2 separate regions of the Mus musculus genome follow, and region 1 is linked to region 2. A link is a contact called in public HiChIP or PLAC-seq data. All regions are on one chromosome and are shown on one strand. The core of a region is the stretch at or near the end of the contact, and the rest is flanking DNA. Distances in the headings are between cores, read along the strand shown. Region 1 overlaps Irf4 (interferon regulatory factor 4). Region 2 has its middle 21 kb from the start of 4930519D14Rik.

The links. HiChIP or PLAC-seq counts read pairs in DNA pulled down with a chosen protein or histone mark.
Region 1: a contact with region 2 is called in a CTCF HiChIP or PLAC-seq map of CD8 T cells, with 12 times the contacts expected there. The contact joins two enhancer-like sites. A contact is called at or near these places in 2 of 39 promoter capture datasets (the C10 cell line and liver), 3 of 15 datasets of contacts at CTCF or cohesin (CD8 T cells, large pre-B cells and pro-B cells), 4 of 484 Hi-C or Micro-C datasets (B cells, CD8 T cells, Th1 cells and 1 more), 12 of 115 datasets of contacts at active chromatin or transcription factors (the 230-238 cell line, CD8 T cells, the SCID.adh cell line and 7 more) and 2 of 9 other capture datasets (adipose tissue and liver).

The regions. Positions count from the first base shown.
Region 1 is chr13:30,759,310-30,766,483 of GRCm38.p6, reverse strand. It overlaps Irf4 (interferon regulatory factor 4), which reads right to left. Exons shown (of 9, transcript NM_013674.2): 8 at 5,000-5,112; 9 at 1-2,957. The coding sequence ends at 2,817. Among named protein-coding and RNA genes, the nearest start is that of Irf4, 14 kb to the right of the region's middle. Within about 2 kb of position 5,018, at least 58 of the 459 cell types and tissues checked have an H3K27ac peak or open chromatin away from gene starts, as enhancers often do. A contact at or near this core is called in CD8 T cells, where this site is marked.
Region 2 is chr13:30,632,010-30,639,551 of GRCm38.p6, reverse strand. No RefSeq gene overlaps it. Among named protein-coding and RNA genes, the nearest start is that of 4930519D14Rik, 21 kb to the right of the region's middle. Within about 2 kb of position 2,896, at least 10 of the 459 cell types and tissues checked have an H3K27ac peak or open chromatin away from gene starts, as enhancers often do. A contact at or near this core is called in CD8 T cells, where this site is marked.

The DNA.
Region 1 (7,174 bases), core at 3,769-6,268, 120 kb before region 2:
CTTGCAAAAACATACATGTGGTAGGGCAACATTGCAATGTATGCAGCAGCCATGTGATTTAGGGAGATAAATAACAAAAACAGAGACCTTAACAATTTCACAATTTTCACCAATAACAAAAAACAACAACAAGAACAACAACAATTCACCAGTGGGATGGGCAAGACTGTGTGGAGAGGGATGAGGGGGCATGTAATTAAACCTTGTGTGGGTTTTTATCAAAATATCAGCAATGGGAAAGTTCGTTTAAAAAGTAATATTGAAGGCTCTTCCTGTGTAGGACATGACACCACCCTGACTCTCAGAATCCTCTGCTGCTGGGGCTCACATTCAGCCTGTCTGCAGGGCAAGGGCACCTCACATATCAGTCACCACACTCAGCCTGCTGGCGTTCCTGTGTCTGGCATACAGCCACTCAGGCACCGCACCTGGGCCTCTGCAGGCTGGGCATTCTCACGATAGAGCAAGCCTCTCTGTGCTCCAATCCCAGAGTGCATCTGGATTTCTACAGGTGGGGTCTACCAACTCTGTCCAGGACAACGACTGAGGGCTTTGGGGCTTCTAGTTTGAAACTAGATACTTAAGCCTGCTCAAGGACCAGAAACAAGCCAACAGAAAGCACCCGTGAGACTTGCATATTTTCTCCCTAGGATACAGTGTTCCTCAGCCTACCTCTTCAACGGCATCTTCCAGTGCAAGCAAACTAAATTCTACTGTGTGCATTGCACTTTGTTTCAGCAAGGGACGAGGAAGGTGTTCCTCTTTGTGTCAGGAGTGTTTACCCATCATTCCATTTGTCAAGATGGAAGGCATCAGCATGCATGGCTGTAAAGTGAAACATGAACTGGGGGCTCGAACCATACAGCATTTTCCAGAAAATTCAGCTTCACTGTTAAAACAGCTTAACATTAAGGAAAAAAACCAAAAACCAAAAGACTTCACATGGCAATTGAGACAAAGCATCTGCTTATGGACTGAAGAGTCATGGTCATACAGGACCAGGCAAGGGACCTTGGTGAAGTGCCAGATATGGTTAAGATACTCCAGGAGGACAGCTGTGGCTTGGGGCCTCAGGAAGAGTGCTTCCCGATTTTGCCTTCATCTTCCCTTGGGATAATATACCCCAGAATGTTTTGCATCTATAAGATGTATAAGTGACTTTAGTTCACGAGACTCAGTGGGCTGCTGGGATGGGTAGCTAAGAAGATGTCTAAACTGCACCTAGGCACATAGCAGTGGAAGTCCACATGCCACTCAAAAGATGAGGTAAATCTGTATAGTTGGGTACATAAGAGTGTCATCACATATCTCTCTCTCTCTCTCTAAGAAAGGGCAACTTCATATATATGTATTGAAAACTAAAACATGCTTAAAGGACAGACTGAACTCTTGGGGCTAATACTAGCAAGGAGGATTCGAACATAAAATGCATTTCAGTTCTTACCTTCTCTATGAAAAATGCTTCCATTTTCTGTAATGTGTATTATTTGTCAAAGGTTCCTTTTTAAAAATAAAACAATGAAATGAGACACCCAATGGTCCATTGCTTATTGAATGTATGCTGCTGAAAGACTTAAGAAGAAATATTAAGAGTGGCATGTTAAAAAAAAAATTAAAAAGAAGTAAGTGCCAAGTGTGCAAGAGCGCTTAACTCTTTCTGAGCCCGAAAGAGTCAGGAATGATGTTGTGGTAGGAGAAAAATCCCAGAGCATGGCAAAGCCACCTAAACAAAACAGTAACAATAAAGGATCAGACGGTTGTGAAGGCAAGTGAGACTCTTTGGGATTCTGTGAAAGAATGTGTTGTTGGAAAAGAAGCCCGGTAGCTTTGAGACTCTGTCAAACTATTATTGGCACAAGGAAGCATCTAATATACAAAATAAGCAGAAACAGCTCACTGAGTCTACAGCTGTACACTGAACCACTGGTGTCCGGGACAGTTCCCAACCTGCTCAAAGGCTCCGCCCTTCCAGTGTTGCCATGGGGACCACTGATGGCCAACAAAACAAATAGAAGGGGAAATGGCACAGAATTTTAAAAATCTATCTCTAGTATATTCGGTCTCTCTCTCTTCCTTTCTTTACAAAAAAGCAACAATTCTAAAGAATGAGAGGCAAAACAGAAAGGGGAGACAACAACAACAAAAAACTTTGTAGCCGTTGTTAGATCAGAGGAGATGCAAACATGTCTCATCTTATATGTCCCTGATGGTTTTTTGGCTCAAGTATGTGGCAACAAGAGTCCACCAGCTGGCTTTTAGGGAAGGGCAAGAAGAGGGAGCAAACAGGATGTAGGGTCTACTCAGAGAGAGTGCAGGATCAGGACATGATAGCCTAGACTGGACCTAAGAACCAAGTCCCTTCACTCAGTGGACATGATCTGGGCAACCTACAGCTCCTCTATCCAGGAATGCGTTTCTCTGTGAGTGGACAGCGTAGTCTCTAGTCTAGACTTTACTTCCCTGAGAAATGGACCAATAATACGTATGTCTTCTCTTGTCAGGGATTCATGCTGGCACAGGTTTTCAGTCTTCAAGCAAAAGTCCATCTATACCAGGCTAAAGCCAGCATTCAAGTACATGTAAACACAACACTGATCAAGTTTCACAGTTATAAGCCAGGGCACAGTCACCCAAGTCCTGGCACTTGTCAAGACCTGGATGACAGGCACTCTTCTGGGGGAAGCTCCTCTGTTGAGCAGATACAGCTGTTTTTCCTCACAAAGCCCTGTTGTTGTCTTCAAGTGGAAACCCACTCACTTCTTAGCTCTTCCAAAGAGAAAGGGCAGCAGCCGGCTGCCCTGTCAGAGTATTTCTTCTCACTCTTGGATGGAAGAATGACGGAGGGAGCGGTGGTAATCTGGAGTGGTAACGTGTTCAGGTAACTCGTAGCCCCTCAGGAAATGTCCAGTGTTTTGTTGAGCAAAGTAATACAGTTGTCTGGCTAGCAGAGGTTCCACCTTTAATAAGACATTTAAGAAAAAAAGACATCACTAGAATATTCTTCTCAACACCATACAATTGGGACATCATGAAATGACCCTAGGACTCTAAGTAAAAACCTACAAGCTGCACAGGATAACATAACACAGTGAAGCAGTTCACATTCAGAGCCATTTGAAAAACCAGTTTCATTTGCTCTTATAATACCTGGAATTAAAAACCCTGGAAAAAGAACTCTTGATTCTATAATAGAAGATAAATATGGCATTTTGAAACCAATCACCTCTTGGATTTGATATTTAGCGAATGAGTTAACTGGACATTATTGAATGAGATGACCAAATTAAAAGGCTAAGTAACATGCTGGGTAAGTGAGGCTCATGAGTCTGACAGAAGGGCTCATCCTGAAGAACCAGATGACTGTGAAATAGACAGAACTCTGAACCACAAGTAGAAGACAGAGCTGGCCAGCCACAAGACAGCAGCTCGCTGGCTCTGATGGACCTAGTTTGTTTATAAGCATCGATTGCATCCCCAGTCAAAGCCAGCCTCACCAAGTCAGGCTGTGTGCTCTGTAACAACCAATCATCAATAAATCAAGCCTCTTTGTTATTTGATATGTGATGTCTGGTAGGATTCCTCTGTAAGCACCCATATGAATTAAGTCTGTAATAAGGAGACCAGCAGAGTTCATGGGTGACCATGTATGTTTTCCATCTGTGGACCACGGGGCAGCATTTTGAGGCCCTTTGCCTATATGACTATTGTTGCTCCCTTTTTGCGGAGCCCCACTGCACCCAAAGTCCTTAAAATGAGATCTATGCTAGAATTTACTCACTACCTTAAAAAAAAAAATACTGCTTATCTATGCTAGATTCATCCACACATCTGCAGTCTCATTTGATATCAACCACCAGTTAGAACTGAGAAAAGGCTCAAGGCCAGGATCATAGTTTCATTGCCTTTTATTTTTTTAAGATTTATATGTATGTGAGTTCACTGTAGCAGTCTTCAAACACACCAGAAGATGGCATTAGAGCTCACTGCAGATGGTTGTAAGGCACATGTGGTTTCTAGGAATTAAACTCAGGACCTCTGGAAGAACAGCCTGTGCTCTTAACAACTGAGCCATCTCTCCAGCCCGTTTGTTGCTTCTTAGATTTTACTTTTTGCAACCGAGAAGGGAGGCTGGATGTTCAACATCAGTGCCCAACCCCCATCCTAGGCGGGGTTTAGAACCCAGGGCTTTACCACTGCCTAGCAAATGCCTTCCATTGCGCTGTATGCCTAGTCTTCAGTCTCCACTAAGAGATATCATCAGAGCTAATATCCCATTTGCACTGAGATATTGTGGCTATCTGGGACACAACCTTTACTCCACACTGCATACTTTTCAAGATATGTAATTAAGTAAAATTTTCTAATTAAAAAACATCATGTATTCAGAATTACCTTTTAATTATTAAGTGAGTGATGAACATTATCCGAATAAACCCTAGCTGTGAGGATAGACCGACCTACCTGATTCCTGGGAAGACTCAGCCTCCTCCACCTCCCTTGTCCAACTGTTAAATAACTCCCTAAAGTCCAGCAACAAAACGAGGGTCTGGGAACTATCTGAAGTTAGGAGGCACGATGAAGCATAATACATAACAGGCAGCCTCCCAGGGAGAAAGTGCTACTCTACTCGAAAGGACAGCATCTTTAAAACCACACAAGAAACAGAGATGTCGAAGGGCAGTACTTGGTCCCAACTATTGAAAATTCCTATAAAAGGGCAGGTAACTGTCTGTATGAAACAATAAAGAATACAGAACAAACAGAGCCTTGGGTCCAAGTCATCTGCCCTGCTGATTCGGTGGTGACAGAATTTGTCTGGAAGTAGGTTGCGGGTGCCTCCCTGAGCTGTGGTGTTCACTGGAGCCTGCTTCCTCCTGCACTATTTTAAGGTCTACATCTATTTTCCCAGGTGAGCTGACATTTACTCGTCACTTGCCACTTCTCTAAAAGGGACAGCTCCACAGTGTGTGATTTACGGGTGATGTAACCAGGTACTCACATGAGCTGTGATGAGCTTCCTCTGTCTCTGAGGGTCTGGAAACTCCTCACCAAAGCACAGAGTCACCTGGAATCTCGGTGCTGGCCGGCCATGGTGAGCAAACACTTGCAGCTCTGAAAACCCACAAGAAAGAAAGAAAAAAAAAAACCAAACTGTTCAGACACCTGGTAAAGCGGGTGAACGGAAAGCCAGAGTCACGTGGAAGTCTGCTTTGGGAGAGCCCGGGCTCTGTTCCCCTAAGTCCAGCCCTTAGAGCAGACCCTAGACACAAAATCACATGGTCAAGTTCACATATGATCTCCTGACTTGGCACTGGTTTTACTTCATTACTCTTAAGGAACATGACCCAACCTTAAGAACTTGGGTCTGCAGCACTACACTCACAGAAATGCACAAGGTCAAAGAGAAGAAGACAAAGAAGAAAAAGAAAAGTAGCCATGCTGAGTCAAGCAATCAGCACAGGCCAAGGAGACATTTTAATGTAAAGAGTCACAATGTTCTGATGGCCCAGGGTTATTTTTTTAACCTCACTAGCTAACCATGGAGGCCACGTGGTGTCTGGGCACCAAGAGCATCTGTTTCTCTCACCAGCTGTTGGCAGCTGTGTCCTACTTGGCACTAGGTCTAAAACTCCAAAACTGGAGAACCAGAGTAGGCTTCAATCTCACTTTGGGGACAGGATGATACAGGGAGAAGGGGACCAATGAAGCCCCTCTGACAAGGATGTCATGCTGAGGCTAGTCCTGCCTGAGAGACATGAAACAGACAAGATTGCTGAAAAGAAACCTGCCCATGGCTGGGGGCATCGCCACTTGGAGCAGAGCACTTGCCTTGTATGTGCAAGGCCTTGGCTTCCTCCCCCAGCACAAGCAGAAAGCCACATCCACTCACTGGCATTAACCTTTATTCCTCCTCCCAGAGCTAGGTTCCCAGGTCTTGTCTGCATCAAAGAACTGACATTAAAAAGCTGCCTCCACAGAGCAGGCATGAAGACTCTGCCCTGATCAGATATGAATTCTCAACTGTGCCTATGGGGACTGTCCCTAGTGGGGTGCAAATCCAGAATGGGTAGACATCAAAGATTTCCACTGCTCTCTGCAACCGAACTGCTTCTAGAAGCTCACAGAACTGACTTCCTGCATTTCTTTCTCTTTCTTCTTCCAGAATTTAAATCAAACCCAGGGGTTTAGGCACACTGTATAAAGTGCATAGCACTGTGGCCGGGAAGACACCTACGAGGGGCTAGGTCAGAATAGCAAGGGATGCGACTCTCTGAGAAAGCCCACCTCAGCCTGCTCTTCCCGGACCATTGGGTGGGCATCCTTAGGTTCTGAGGCTGTTGGGCCTCTCTGCAGCAATGTCATCTTCCCTGAGCCTCTGTGGGGCTTGGGGACTGTGGACAGCAAAAACAACAGGCCCCACTAGAGAAGAAGGGAACAAAGGGAAATAGCCCTTACTCATTAATAACTAATAAGTCCTAGGAAGCAAATTTCTAGTCCAAGGTGTCTGCTCTGTTTTGGCATTTGTTTCCTGCCAAATTGGATCCTCTTTGGCACACCAAGACTTAGTGTACCTCAAAGCCCTGTCGCTGGCAATTGTCACTATTCTGAGCTACCTTAATCAAGCAGGGAGTGAGTGGTAGCCTTCTGGAGGGCACATAGGACTTCCAGACCCCAGGGCAGATATAGGATGTGTGTACCTATCCATCTCCAGAAGTTATTTTTCTTTGCCTTGGACCACAAACACTAGAACTCACTCTAAGAGAGGCAAAGGCTGTCTGACCAAGGCTTAGATCACACCCAGCTCCAAGGATCTTCATCAGTCCTTGGAGCCAGAGACGCCTTGGAGCCTGAGACACCTTGGAGCCTGAGATGATTCTCTTTTCTGTGTCCCACCTCTCAGGGGAGGATATTTAGCAAGGAGCATGTTTGTTTTTGGAAACGAAAGAGGATTTGGATGAGCCTAAACAAATATTGGCCACTGGAGCTCAAAAGGCTGAGGAAACACCACTAGTACCAAGCACACTAGGGCTTGTCGTCTTCTTTGTAAATGAACAGAAGGAAGCAGCACATTGAGGACTCAGCAGTCCCCTTCTGTGTGCAGACCCAAGGCTAATGACTTCATAGAAGCCAGCCCTGGTCTAACGTAACCAAGGCAGAGCAAATTGGTTTTGGA
Region 2 (7,542 bases), core at 1,647-4,146:
AGCCTTCTGCTCTCCCATCTCCTTTCTCCTTCATCTCCTTCTCCTTCTTGTGGTTCCTACCTGAGACACCCAGCTCAGTAACAGAAACCCCACCTACTTCTATTCTCCCAAATAATTGGCTGTAGCCACTTTTGTTTTATTTAACCTATAACTTTACATTGGAGAGCAAGGTTTATATAGCATCACTTGGTGTACATGAGGATCTGCTCATGGGGGCAAACAGATCTTTGGGGCCAGCATTTAGCATTTGAATACATAGCAGCACCAGACTGACACCCATCAGTAAAGTAATATAATGAAGGAAAAAATAGTCAAGACTTGGAGACTTCAATATCCCTTTTAAATAATAGATGCAACAATCAGACAGAAGGTGGCTTAGCAGAGAGCTTAAATAACAGGATGAGCTGACTAAATCCAACAATCACGCAGATCACCTAAGAAATACACAATATGCTTTCTTCTCACACACACATGGAACATTCTCCAAGATAGATCGTGTCTACTCCAACCACAGTGGAATGAAACCATGGCTAGAAACCCAGAGCATGGTAGAATAATGGAAAAATCACAAGTGTGTGAAAATGAACCACCTGTTTTCAAAGTACAACAGAGTCAAAGAAGAGATCAGAAGGGAAATGGGGAAATACTCAGAAATGGTTGAAAGCAGAAACAGCATACTAAATTTAAGAACCCATCAAAGGCAAAGCTGACAGGCAACTGTATAATCCAAGTGCCCGCCTATTAAACCTAGACAAACGTGAGTGGACAAAGCACCTTTACACCTTGAGGATATATACCACACACCAGGAGAAGAAAACACCAACTTTCATCTACAAAACCTGAAGGAGGAAGGAAATAGCAAATATCAGACTGGAGATAAGGGAAACCTAGAGCAAAAAATAGAGTCAGTCAACAATATAGGTAGCCGACTTTTCAACAGGTCTACTGAGACAGAAAGCGGGAAAACAGGAGATGCAAAAGAGTGAAGTCAGAAACAGGAGTAGAGAAATTAGTACTAGCTTTACAGAAATGAAATGTTAGACATGACTACTAGGAACAGTATGTACCAACAAATCAGATAAGTTAGTTAAATGAACTGTACACATTCCTAGAAACATAAATTATCCAAACTGACATACAAAGAAATAGAAAACCTCTACAGATTTGTCACCAAAGATTGAATCAAGGGTGAATACCTCTCAATAAAGAATCCAGGGCCATACAGCTTCAGTGGTGAATTCTATTCCATGTTTAAGAATAATCAATAACAGTTCTTTACAAACTCTTGTAAAACAAGGAGGAAGGGAGGAGGAGGAAGAAGAGGAGGAGGAGGTAGAGGAGGAGGAAAACCATCTTAACTTGTAAAAATCCACCATCACATGAAGAGCAAGGCTAAAAAAAAAAAAAACCACAAGATAATTATAGACAAATATCTTTCAAAAATGCAAATGCAACAATCTCAACCTAACATTAGCAAATTAAATCATATGATATATGACATTACACACTGAGTCAGTGAGAATTACCCACCACGAACAAAGGTGGTTAAAAGAAATATTGAAAATAATCACTATATTAGATCTATTAAGTTAGTAGGGCATCAAGGGGGTGGTGGAGGGGAAGAGATGTGTGGGAGGATAGGAACAGCTTAGTGAGATGTACATATGAAAATGTCACAATTAGACCATCACTTTGTATGCCCACCAAACAATCTAAAATTAACAGGACAAATGAATGGAAACACGTGATCATCTCATTTGATGCAAAAGGCATTTGATAAAATTCAGTATGGCTTCAAGCTTAAAAATGATTCACAAAGCTGGAGTTTTTATACATCTTCTTAGATGTGTTACCAGCCATTTGTGGAACATACAGATGACATCAGGTTCAATAGTGAAAGACTGAAAACCTTTCCCTTTTAGATTTCCTAGTCTCCCTTCAAGACAAGGTTGTCTGCTCTCACCTCTGATTCAGTATCAAAGATTCTAGTAAGAAAAATCAGATAAGGAGAAGAAGGAAATCAAATTGAAAAGGAAGAAGCTAGCTATCTGCAGTGGCAGGAGACACAACAGTCAAGGTTCTAAAGAATCTACTAGACCACAATTTCTCAAGATTAATTTGGCTACTGTGGGCCACTTGAAATTGTCTATAATTTTCAGTATCAGCTTTCTCATGTCCTCAGTGGAGGAATAATCATAGCTTATAAGATCAACACACAAAGATTAGGTATGTTTCTACATACCAGCAAAGAACAATCAAAAAACCCACATTTTAAAAAGCAATTCAGTTTACAAACATATCTTTAAAATGTAATTACCTTCCAACAAATTTAAAGAAAGAGTGTTGGTGGTGCACACCTTTAATCCCAGCACTCAGGAGGCAGAAGCATGTGGATCTCTGTGAGTTTGAGGCTAGCCTGGTCTACAGACCAAGTTCCAGGACAGCCAAAACTACACAGAAATCCCTGTCTTGAAAAACAAAACAAAAAATAAAAACAATAACAACAAAAATTTAACCAAAGACATAAAAGATGTATTTGAAAACACAAACATTTTTGGAAAAAAAAAAAAAGAAAGGAAAAAAATACAAAGACATCTTGTGCTCGTGGAATAGAAATTGTAATATTGCTGAGGTGGGTACCTACCCAAATTCATGCCATTACTTTCAGTATTCCAACAGCCTCTACTGAGGACATGGGAAAGCTGATAGTAAAATTTCAACTGGCCCACAGTGGCCAAAATAACCTTGAAAGAGAAAAACCTATCTCAACTCTAAGGACGAACCATTTGTTTTATCTCTTTGAGGAACTTTAAATCTGTCAAGGACTAAGACACAGAGAGCGTAGGCAGGAAGCAGAAGTGGGTATCACCTTCAAAGGCCTATGGGGGTGACCCACCTCTGACAGTAACAGCCACGTGTCCTTTCACAGGTTCCATGCCTTCTAGAACAGCACTGCCACCTGGGTATTAAGTCCTCAGACACAGGGGCCCATGAGGGACATCTCCCATTTAAACTATAACAGAGGATCCATACTTCTAACACCCATTGAGGGTGCGATACACAAAACAAGGTGGTAAAACTTGACACTGGTAAAACTTGACACAGGGATAAAAGTGTGGAGAGAACAGAGACAGAAAAGGATCAATATGCTCCCAGATTAAATCCACCATCTATGGCCAATTGCTTTTGATATAGGTGCCAGTTTCATTCAACAAGAGAAAAATAGTTTGTCTCACAAATGATATTAAAACAGCTGCAGCAAATAAAAAAATTAGATCCTGACTTGCATGCATTCGAAACTGTCCTTGCAGCGGGTGAATGAACGGAGAACCCCGCCCACTAGACTCTTGGAAGTCACTGGCGCTTTTTATGGATTTAAAATAGAATGATGAAATGATAGATATCTGTAGAAATTACAACACCAAAGGTAATCTCCGAGGTACATTATGGAATTTGGGTAATTATGGTGTCCAGGGTGAGTTCATAAGATGTTTGCATAACCCTAGGGAGGATTTTGATAATGGAGGATGCCAGGCATATGTGGGAAATTTTTTACCTTCCTCTAAATTTTTCTGTGAACCTAAACCTTTGAAGGAGGAAGTGGGAAGGAGAACATCGAGCTGGAGAGACTGTTCAGGGATTAAGACTACTTGCTCTTGCAGAGGACTCGGGTTCAATTCCCAATACCAGTTGGCACCTCACATTGTCTATAACTCCAGTTCCAAGGCGCCTGATCCTCTCTCTCTCTGGCTTTCCTGGGTACCAGAAACATAGCGCACACACATATGTGTGGGCAGACCACTCATACACATAAAATAGAGAGAAATGCATGCTTAAAATATTGAAGAAAATAAAAATAAGTCTTGAAAAAAAATTCAGGACCCAAATAGGAATAAATTGATATTTCTTGGAATTTGATAATAGTTTCTCACAGAACCAAGCAACAAAAGAAAAAAGTATGGTATATTATATATTTTATCAAAAGTTTTGTACTTAAAAGATATTATCAAGAAAGTGAAAGACACCTATAAAATATGAATATTTATAAATTATATCTGTGTCTAATAAGATTAATATTCAGAATCAATTAAAAAACTTCCAGAACTCAACTATTTGTTTTTGTCAAAAAGACAAAGACAGAAAGCCCAATAAAGGAAGATATACAAATGAGGAATAAAGTCATGAATCGTTAACACTACTAATCACTAGGAAAATGCTAATTAAAGCCATAATAAACGAGTGTTGGTGAGGACAGAGATAATCCGGGATCCTTGTACATTGCTAATGAGAATTTAAGATGCTACAACCGTTGTGGAAAGCAGTGTAATGTTTCTACACAGTTATACGTACAATTATACCACAATCTGGCAACTCAGTTCCTTGACATAGATCACAAAGAACTGAAAATAGTGAGCTGGATACTCAGAGGCCAATGTTTACTAAAAATCATTTAATAAACCTTATAGCCATCAACCAATAAATAAACAAAACACGATCTAGCCATAGAGAGGGATTTTATTCAGTCCTCCAAAGGAATTCAGATACATGCTACAATATGAATGGATCTTGGAAAGAACTTTCTAAACAAATAAAGTTCCTTACAAGTTTAAACTTGTAAACTAGAGTAAGAAAATTAGTAGAGTTGGAAAATAAAGTAGTGGTTTCCTGGGACTGGAATATGGAGAGAAGGAGGGGTTTGTGTTTGTGGGTCTAGGATTTCAGTTCAAGAAAGTGGGACAGTCTGGCACCCGACGATGGTGACCATACCAGCACAGCTCTGTGAATGTGCCTAATGCTGCTAACCTTTCCTCTCACCAATGTTTGTGAGGGCACATCTTATATTGAGTGCAGCTTATCATCATAAAAGTTTAAGTCTGGGGCTGGTAGTTGGCTCAACAGTAAAGAGCACTTGATCTTCCAGATGACCTGGGTTTGATTCCCAGCATCCACATGGCAGCTTACAACCATCTTTACTTCTAGTCCAAGGAGGTCTGGAGGCTTCTCCTGACCTCTGCAGGCACCAACAGTTACATGGTGGGCATACATATATATATTCAGACAAAACACTCATACCCATCAAATAATAAGATATATAAATCTAAACAGTTTTTGCCAAATCCAGACATTGTGATACACTCCTAGAATCCTAGCAATGAAGACACGAGGGATGCAAGCTCTAAGCCAGTCTTTGGCTTCAACAAACCAAGAAGGCAAACAAACAATATTTTTGCTACTGCCTTTTGGCTACTTGGATAAAACAGAGCAGAAATAGTTCAATGCTTCTTTTTTCTGCCACAAAGAGAGTAGTTAATTTGTGGTTGTGGTATCTTTCCTGCTTCAGAATGAAAGTGTCAAATGTCAAGTGTTAGCTCATGCCTATAATCCCAGCTCGAAGGAGACAGGCAGAATCACTCACATAGTCAGGTGGGAGAGACGCTGCTACAAAGCCTAAACAAGTCACTGGTATAAATCGTCTCTGTGACTCTTGCCTTCCCTACAGCAATTGTCCCTTGAACAGCGTTCTCAGTATCTTCCAAGCGACTGTAGCAAGCTTACTGACATTCTCCTTTGCATGGAAGTGTGGACAGCAAATATGCATAGATTATATATATATATATATATATTTCCCTGGTCACCACCGCTCTCCTGAATGTGAATGTGAGCTTAGCTTTATTCAGAGTTCCTTACGGAAACCCTAGAATTTAACACACAGCACAATGAAAATGTTGAAAGAATCTTGGTATGTTGTTTTCTTTTGAGACAAGGTCCCGTGTAGAAGTCTTGGTCTTGTACTCACTGGTAGACTGTAGCTGAGAAAGACTTGAGCCCTCGATCTTCCCACCTCCACCTCTGAATCCTGGGGTTACAGGTGTGTTCCACCATGCCTGGCTTTACACACTGCTGGTGATTGAATCTATGGCCTGTGAGTTTGAGTCAGGCATTCTGCCTGTTGAGCTCTGTGCCTATCCCCCCCCCCCCACACACACACCAGTACCCTCTCTGAGAGTTCCAACTTATTTAAGTGAAATCCTTCTGCCTTTAGTTTCTTTCTTCTTTTCTTTTGAACTTTTTTATGGATGGAGAAAGTCATAGTGCATATGATATGTTTTGATCAAGTCCACCTTCCACTTCCTCCCTCTATAGTGGTTTGGCCTTATAACAACATCCTATGGGACCTGTAATCTTCCTGCCCCTCCTGTTCCTTTTTAAGCCGAGGAAAGACACTCGTAACTTTGTGAAGTTGTAAAAAGCACTTCTGTCTTTCCCATTATACCCCTGAGTCACGTGGCTAACTCTGCTGTGGCTCACTAAGGGTCAGGGTTGCTATGTATGGTCACTGTTCCTCTTCCGTTTTGGTAGGTACTCCCCTCTTCTCTGTCTCTCCCACCCTCCTCTCTAATCATTTTTTTAAACAGGAAACACCTGTCCTCCCCCTCCATGGGGGACGCAAGACCAAGGAGCCAGGTGGGGTCCTTGCTGTGGGAGGCCACAGCTGTCTTGCCTGTGAAGAGTAGATTTGGACGAAATCCCTTATAGATCTTTTGGACCTTGTGTCCGAGCCAAGAGTTTAATTCATCGTACCTCATTTCTGCCTTTGTTTTTCAATTAATTTATAAAGCCTTGACAGGAAAGGGAGATGGTGAATTTGCATTCTCAAACCCAAACCACAACAGTAAGTTTGATGTTCTTGAAGAATTGAAGGCATTTAAAAGGGAGCAAGTAGAAAACTCGTCTGTATCCTTCCGTAATGCACTTTCCCACGGCTGAAATCCAGTATGTCAGGCTTAGTTTTAGAGAAGAGATTTTTACGGATTCTTGCCAATGATGAGGGTGTATAGGCGCCCAATTGTCGACTAGAGGTATGTAAGAGGTCAGATAGATGTGTTACTAAGTAGTAATAAAGAAATACCATTTCTACAGGCCAGCACGGGCTTGACCCAACGTCAAGGGCTTCCCCACCTGATCTTGGGCAACGCCATGGCATCCTTATCCTCATCCATTTTCTGAGACCGAGAAAAAGGTTCACCTGGCTCACTGTGCTGGAGGTTCAGGAACGCATGCCTCCTTGGTTTCTAGTGAGGGTCTCATGCTGCTGTAACTCCCAATGGAAGACAAATGGACACATCAAAGGGGGGTTCTTTGAAACAATCCACTGTTGAGGTAACTAGCTGTTTTTGTTTTGTTTTCCCAGAGGGCCTCACCTTCCAACACAGCCACACTGGCATCCAGATTCTACATGAGTTTTGGTAGTAACAAACCACATCCAAAAGAAAGCTAAAGCTTTTTCTAGAACTGATAATTAATAGACCTCAGAGGTCTGACCGGGCAAGACTTTCTATAGAGCTAAGGCTGCCTGTAGGTATCTTTCTTGTTCATGAGACTAAGATGGAGGACACCTGCCAGGTCCACTAACACACATTCTCTTTCCTGTGGAAGAGAATGCCAGGAGTGGACAAAAACACATGTGGAGACATGCCAGCTATCCTCAGGAAACTTCTTAAAAAGCAGAGCTGAGTGTCTGGAGAGTTCAGAGCCAGGAAC